Linked DNA regions of Mus musculus: region 2 is linked to region 1. A link is a contact called in public HiChIP or PLAC-seq data. All regions are on one chromosome and are shown on one strand. Each heading gives the region's core, a stretch centred on a gene start, on an enhancer-like site or on the middle of the called end of the contact. The rest is flanking DNA. Distances are from core to core; before and after follow the strand shown.

Region 1 (3,132 bases), core at 358-2,857:
CCACCGGCCTAGGGGTGGCTCCACCTACAATGGACTGGACCCTCCTATCAGTCACTAATTAAGAAAATGCCTCACAGCTAGATCTTATGGAGGCATCTTCTTAATTGAGGTTCTCCCCTCTCAGATGCCGCTAGCTTGCGTCAGGTTGACATAAAAAGTAGGCACACACACACACACACACACACACACACACACACACACACACACGGCGAGTTTGAGATCAGCTATTCCAAATGCTGAGTTTCCCAACAGAGAGCTTAGGGGAGAAAGGGTGAAACTGCAAGTTCCTAGGCTTGACTAGAGGATCCCAATTTTATCCCGAAAGCCACTGAAGGTTTTTATCATGGCCCTGCAGTGGCGAACATGCAACGGGAATAGGTCAGTCTAGAAATTGTGAGGGTGTCACTATTTGGTCATCAGGAGCAAATGTGTTGCCATCTGAAAGGTTTTTTTTCCTGTTTTCTTGCAGCACCTATGCCCCAGTGAAGTCCTTCCTTCGAGTGGACAAAGAGAAGGTAAGTTCTCTACCCCCTGTCTTTTGACTCTCACCACCATGGAAATTATGCTGGCTTATTCAAGCGATGCCAAGAGAGTGAGTGAGTTTTAGGATGGCCAGAGCTACCCAAGAGAAATCCTGTCCTGGGGGTGCAGGGGGAGGGGGCAGGTGTGGGATCTGCATCTGCTGGTATGCCTGACCCCTACAATGAACACAAGAACCTAGGAATACCCATGTGCTGCATTCCCGAGGAACTGCTAGAAGCTGTTCAGAGCCTGGCCCAAATCTCCAGACCTCCAAGCCCTTCATGTACCTTTCTCTCCTTGCAGGTCCAGATTTACAACCCAGCCTTCTTCAAGTACATTCACGACAGGTGGACCGAGCACCACGGGCGCTACCCTTCCACAGGAATGCTGGTGCTCTTCTTTGCACTACATGTGTGTGATGAGGTAGGCAGTCGGTGTTGTCTAGAGCAGAATTAGGAGAACCATAAACAGAGGAAACAGCCCTTTCCCCATCTTAGCTGTGGTTCCCGGGAAGTAGTTTTTGTAAACAGAAACCATGTTTTTTCATATCTGTTATTCCTATAAACAATATTTTTGCATTTCCCATCGTCATTACCTTTTAAGATTTACTAACAAAACTACTTCATTTAAAAGGCACATTTTTAGCAGGGTCATGGTGGCACCTGTAATCAGATACGGAGAGTTTGAGACAGGAGCAGCGTTTGAGGCCAACCTGGGCTACATAAGACCCAGTCGTGAAAAAGCGAAACACAAATGAGAAAGAGACAGAAGTCCCCTCTGAGTCAGTGCCCTTATGTCAGGCCTGGGTGTCCCCAACCACGCCCCCGACTCCCAGTGACCCCTGTGCCACCCTCCTCACAGGTGAACGTGTATGGGTTCGGGGCCGACAGTCGAGGCAACTGGCACCACTACTGGGAGAACAACCGGTACGCGGGCGAGTTCCGGAAGACAGGCGTGCATGACGCCGACTTCGAAGCCCACATCATCGACATGCTGGCCAAGGCCAGCAAGATCGAGGTCTACCGAGGGAACTGAGCGGCCCTGAGCGCCTTCAGAACCAGTCACTTCTGGGTCCGGCAAGCGCCGGTTGCAGCCCACCAATCAGACTGCGCCGTCCCCAGCAACCAATCAGTGCTGCAGTTGGGAGGAGCTTCTTTCTTAGCCAATCACGCAACTCAAGGAGAATTTCCGGCGCCGCCGTCTCCACCAATCATGGCCTTGGGAGGCGGCGGGCCTCGACCCCCTCCCCTAAACCTGCTTTGGATAAGAATTTTGATGCTTTTTAAGAGGCGGGTCTGGGGCTGGGCAGGAGCGCCTTGAACTGCTCATTTCCAGCTTAGGCCGGGTGGGTGAGTGAAGCCATCCAAAGAAATGTGGTTCCGGTGAGACACTCTCCAGGGCTTTCCGTGGCGCACCAGGTAGTAGGGGGTTGAATTCACCCCCTGTTGGGTTGATCTCCCTAGGGCCTCACTAGTGTCAGGAACGGGTAGGAAGCTTCACCGGGTCACATGCAAGGTGCTTCTCTCACATGTGCCCTCACTCCTGTCTCCTACCACCTTCTCAGCGTCTGTCCTTAGGTCCTGGGCCTCCTCTCCAGCTCACCTGTTGATTCGGAGACAAAGTGAGACCACCCTGACTCGGCTGCTTTTGCTCTCCCACACGTGACCCGTGTCTTTAGCCCTAAGGCGCGAGAGAGCAACACGGTTGGACAGTTGGCTGGAAAGGAGATCCCTGAGCATGTACCGTTTTCTTTCATTGTCACCCCAAAGAGGAGCAGGCAGCCTCTTGCTTGGGGGTAGGATTTGCTTTGGACTCATGCTTTAGTTACCCTCAAGCTGCCAGGGATGGCGATCCAACCAAGATTGCTTGACAATTGTTTGCGGGGCCTCGCGCAGATGGCTCGGAGCTTTGCTGGGGAGGAGCGGATTGGTGGCTGCCCTGCATGCCTCCTCCTGTCCGCACCTTTACCCTGCTTACTCGCCTGTTCTAACCTACTCTCCAGCTCCAGAAGGGCCGCTCAGTCAAGAATCAGGGGTTACAACTGGAAGCTACTTGCATGACTTGGTCACAGTTGAGGTTCACTGGGAGAAAGGGCTTCAGTGAATGTCTCAGGCCGCAGAAAACACGTCCCTGCTGCAGCGTCCACATAAATATTTCCCATTCTTAATGAGTTCACATTACCAAGCAGCCTGGTTGGGGGACAGTCACACATAAGGGAGAGTGTTAAGAGGTTTGGGATGAGGCAACAACCCTAAAAACTAATACATGGAGAACTTTGCTCGAGTCTGTTCCTTCCCAGTTTCAAAAGCACGGGTGGAGGAAAAAAAAAAAGGGAGGGGCGTATAGCAGAACCTCTCAGGGCTCGAACCATCGCACATAGTCACCGTTCCAGTTTTTGCCTGTCTCATCTCTGCTCTCAAGCTGCTGTGATGAGAAACGGGAAAGCAATGCAATTATGCCAAACAGTATTGAGAAGAGTAATTTATTTTTCTTCCCTTTGTTTTGTTTAAATCATGAATCCCCATTCTAGAAAAGGTAGGTCCCAGAATCTACATCTTTTTCTTCTAGAGTTATTTAAACATTCAACTTTCCCTTCCGTTTCTTTCCCTG
Region 2 (3,132 bases), core at 475-2,974, 120 kb after region 1:
ACCTCATTTCATTCACCCTGTCCTGTAGATAACTAGGTTGCTACAAAGTTTGTATGTCTGGAAATTGTAAGTAGGCAGATGGCTCAGGAAAAACAACAAACAAACAACAAAAAACAAACCCAAAAACCTTTGGTTCCCTGACAAATTAAAAAAACCTATCCCCAAATATTTTTGATTGGTCAGTGTCTTTTCATTTTCATTTTTTGGGGATAGGTATCATTAAAAACTTAACCAAAAATGTGAAAGGATTCATCTACTAGGGGCTTCCAAATGTCTTGAGCTTAATGTTTCAGGAGAACAAGGGCAACTGAATGTGTGGTGAAGCAAGCCACTTGGGAGGTGGAGGCAGGAGGACCAGGAGCTAAGTCATCCTCTGTACCTATTTGAATCCAGCCTAGACTGAGACTTTGCCTATAAAAACATACACATAAATAAATAAATAAATAAATAAAACAAATAGACTTTTTTTTGGTTGTTTTTGTTTTGTTTTTTTGAGACAGGGTTTCTCTGTGTGGCCCTGGCTGTCCTGGAACTCACTCTGTAGAATAGGCTGGCCTCGAACTCAGAAATCCATCTTCCTTTGCCTTTCAAGTGCTGGGTTTAATGGCGTGTGCCACCACTGCCCAGCTACAAATAAACTTAAATAAAACAAATAAACTAAAAAAAAAAAAAAAAAAAAGGAACCGGGTAGAGTTGAGTCTTACTGTCAGTTCTCATCTGGGCAGTCTTGGAGAAATTCATGGCTAGTGAGTTGGGTATAAACTAAGCAAGCTGGGGAATGAATGACATCATGAAAAGGAGATTCTTGAAGCCTTCTTGTTCCTAGTCAGAGCGCTCAAGACAGCACCAAGGTACACAGCCTAGCAATAATGTTCAAGACTAGCTCATAAGACAAGATAGGCTAAACTAAAGCACACCATTTCGCTTGCTGCTTGTGCGAAGGATGATTGGATGGTGTGCGCCAGGCGCGGGGTGAAGGTGTTGAGAAGCTGCACCTGAGTAAGGTTAGGTCCTCAAGATATCTGAGGGCCACGTCTACACCAGTGTAGAGACACATATATTTAATCTAGTAACGAGTGCTGTGAAAGAAACTAGGGGATGTGGCTGAGAGTTGGGGGCGGGGGTGGGGGGATGGAAGGCAGAAGATGTTTCTGAGGCTCCAGTGAACAATGCTTTCCCTCTGGGCAGCCGCAAGGAGTAAGATGGGAAATAAGGTCAGCTGATTCGGCCTCCAAGGTGCGGCCAGGCCCACAGTACAACTTCTGCCCAAGCCAAGCACTGAAAGGCCTTAAGCGACGTGCAGGGACGGACAACGGTGACCACGGGCAGAGAGATGTGGTTCTGGGCTGCGGACCCCTCGCGCAGGATCGGAGCTCAGGCCTGGCGGCAGACGATCACCCGAACTGCCCACACACCGAGGCCGGCGGGAGACCCGGAGCGGGGACGGAGGACGTTGGCAGGTCCCCGCACACTCGTCGTCAACCAGGCGGAGGCGGAGGCGGAGGCGGAGGTGGCGCGGGAGGGGCGGGGCCTGGCGAGACCCAAACAAGCGCACGTGCGGGCCGGTCCGCCGCGGTGACGTCACGGCGCGTCGGCGCGCGCGCCCGCCTTACCCTTGCCGCGGGCCGTAAAGCGCGGAAGGTCGCAGGCCCCCCGCGGTCCCGGAACTCTGCGCTCCGCGTCCCGCCCCGTCCCCATGCCCTGGCCCCCTTTCCGGCCGGCGCAGACCCTCTTCAGCGGCTGGGCTGCCCTTCACTTCCGCCGGGCGTTGCTGAGCGCGCTGCCCGCGAGTCGCGGGCCCGTGAGGTAGGAAGCCGGCTAGGACCCGCGGGTCCGGGCGGCCTTCTGGTCCCGCGAACTCTTGCGCCCCGCACGCCCCTGGCGTCCGAGCTTTGGGCTCCGGCTCCCGGCCGTCCCTCCGGGTCTCTGAGGCGGTGCCACCGGTCGGGCGCCGGGATTGAGCCAGTGGAGCTGCGCGGGCCTCGGGGAGCCGCGCCCGCCGTCCCGGGACTGCGCGCCGGCTCTCCCAGGGCGGCGGACCGGGCCTCGGGGCGGGCTGCGGCTCGGGCGGGCGCGCGCGCACTGCTGTCACGGCCAGAGGTGGCCCCGCGTCTCTGCAGGTGGAATGGTTTCCCACCTTGTAATGTGCGGCTCGGCTGTGCTTCACCGACTCCTGTCAGAGACCTAGTCAGGGCCGTGGGGTTTCCAGTGGGTGACTTGGGGTGACAGTTGTGTGTGATCCCGAGGTGCGAGTCCACGGTCTCCAAGCCTACTTCGAACATTTATGCAATCTTGATTTGTAGGGATGATGATGTGGTAGAGGGTCTAGTTATAAAGACGTCCTTTAAGGATCCTCTTTTTTTTTTTTTTTTTTTTTTTTTTGGTTTTTCGAGACAGGGTTTCTCTGTATAGCCCTGGCTGTCCTGGAACTCACTGTGTAGACCAAGCTGGCCTCGAACTCAGAAATCCACCTGCCTCTGCCTCCCAAGTGCTGGGATTAAAGGCGTGCGCCACCACGTCCGGCCCAAGGGTCCTCTTTTTGGCGTCAGGGACGTGTATAATTTTTCTTAAATTCTCTCAGCCAACGGTGCATTTGTTGAAAATTACAGCATCCTGAACTTGCATGATCAAACTGTTCAGAGGGTCATTCTGTTGCTTGTAAACTTGCCCTGGTGATTCCTCCGAGTTATGTGTGGGAGATGCGTCAATGTACATTCAGCCTTCATTCTTTGTGACCTGTGGCTCATGCTGTTACCAGAGGAAGCATTCAGGAGTTGTTAGAACTGTCCCTGTGACTGCCTTTTAAAGACAGAGTCTTGCTCTGTGGCCCCAGCTCACCTGGAACCTGGGCATTTCTCCTGTTTCAGTATCCAGTGTGGTGGGAATTTCAGGTGTGAGCACTGCTCCAGGATTGAGCTTGTTGGTGTAGGATCCGAGCACAATCAGTCTGGGTCTTAAGGCTGTTTAGAAGTTACTCTTACTAGTAGAGATACCGTTAATTTTCACGAATTTCAAGAAAATGCAAAACTTCCTGACCTTTCCTTTGAATGAGTTTGCAGTCTTCAGTGTCTGTTTTCCTGGCTCTACCTCCTTTTCCTGTGAAACTTGCTTGCTTTTACTGCCAGACCCCTT

Evidence for each region. HiChIP or PLAC-seq counts read pairs in DNA pulled down with a chosen protein or histone mark.
Region 2: an H3K27ac HiChIP or PLAC-seq map of embryonic stem cells shows a contact between it and region 1, with 8 read pairs. The contact joins the promoter of Pdpr here to the enhancer-like site in region 1. A contact is called at or near these places in 7 of 39 promoter capture datasets (the C10 cell line, hematopoietic stem and progenitor cells, hippocampal neurons and 3 more), 1 of 15 datasets of contacts at CTCF or cohesin (large pre-B cells), 4 of 484 Hi-C or Micro-C datasets (the G1E-ER4 cell line, cardiomyocytes and embryonic stem cells), 8 of 115 datasets of contacts at active chromatin or transcription factors (bone marrow-derived macrophages, embryonic stem cells, extraembryonic endoderm stem cells and 1 more) and 3 of 9 other capture datasets (adipose tissue, liver and pancreatic islet).

What each region holds. Positions count from the first base shown.
Region 1 is chr8:110,968,719-110,971,850 of GRCm38.p6, forward strand. It overlaps St3gal2 (ST3 beta-galactoside alpha-2,3-sialyltransferase 2), which reads left to right. Exons shown (of 7, transcript NM_009179.3): 5 at 470-515; 6 at 826-945; 7 at 1,384-3,132. The coding sequence ends at 1,557. Among named protein-coding and RNA genes, the nearest start is that of Gm51551, 19 kb to the right of the region's middle. Within about 2 kb of position 1,608, at least 300 of the 459 cell types and tissues checked have an H3K27ac peak or open chromatin away from gene starts, as enhancers often do. A contact at or near this core is called in adipose tissue, bone marrow-derived macrophages, embryonic stem cells and 7 more, where this site is marked.
Region 2 is chr8:111,093,021-111,096,152 of GRCm38.p6, forward strand. Pdpr (pyruvate dehydrogenase phosphatase regulatory subunit) reads left to right here and starts at 1,725. Exons shown (of 18, transcript NM_198308.1): 1 at 1,725-1,806.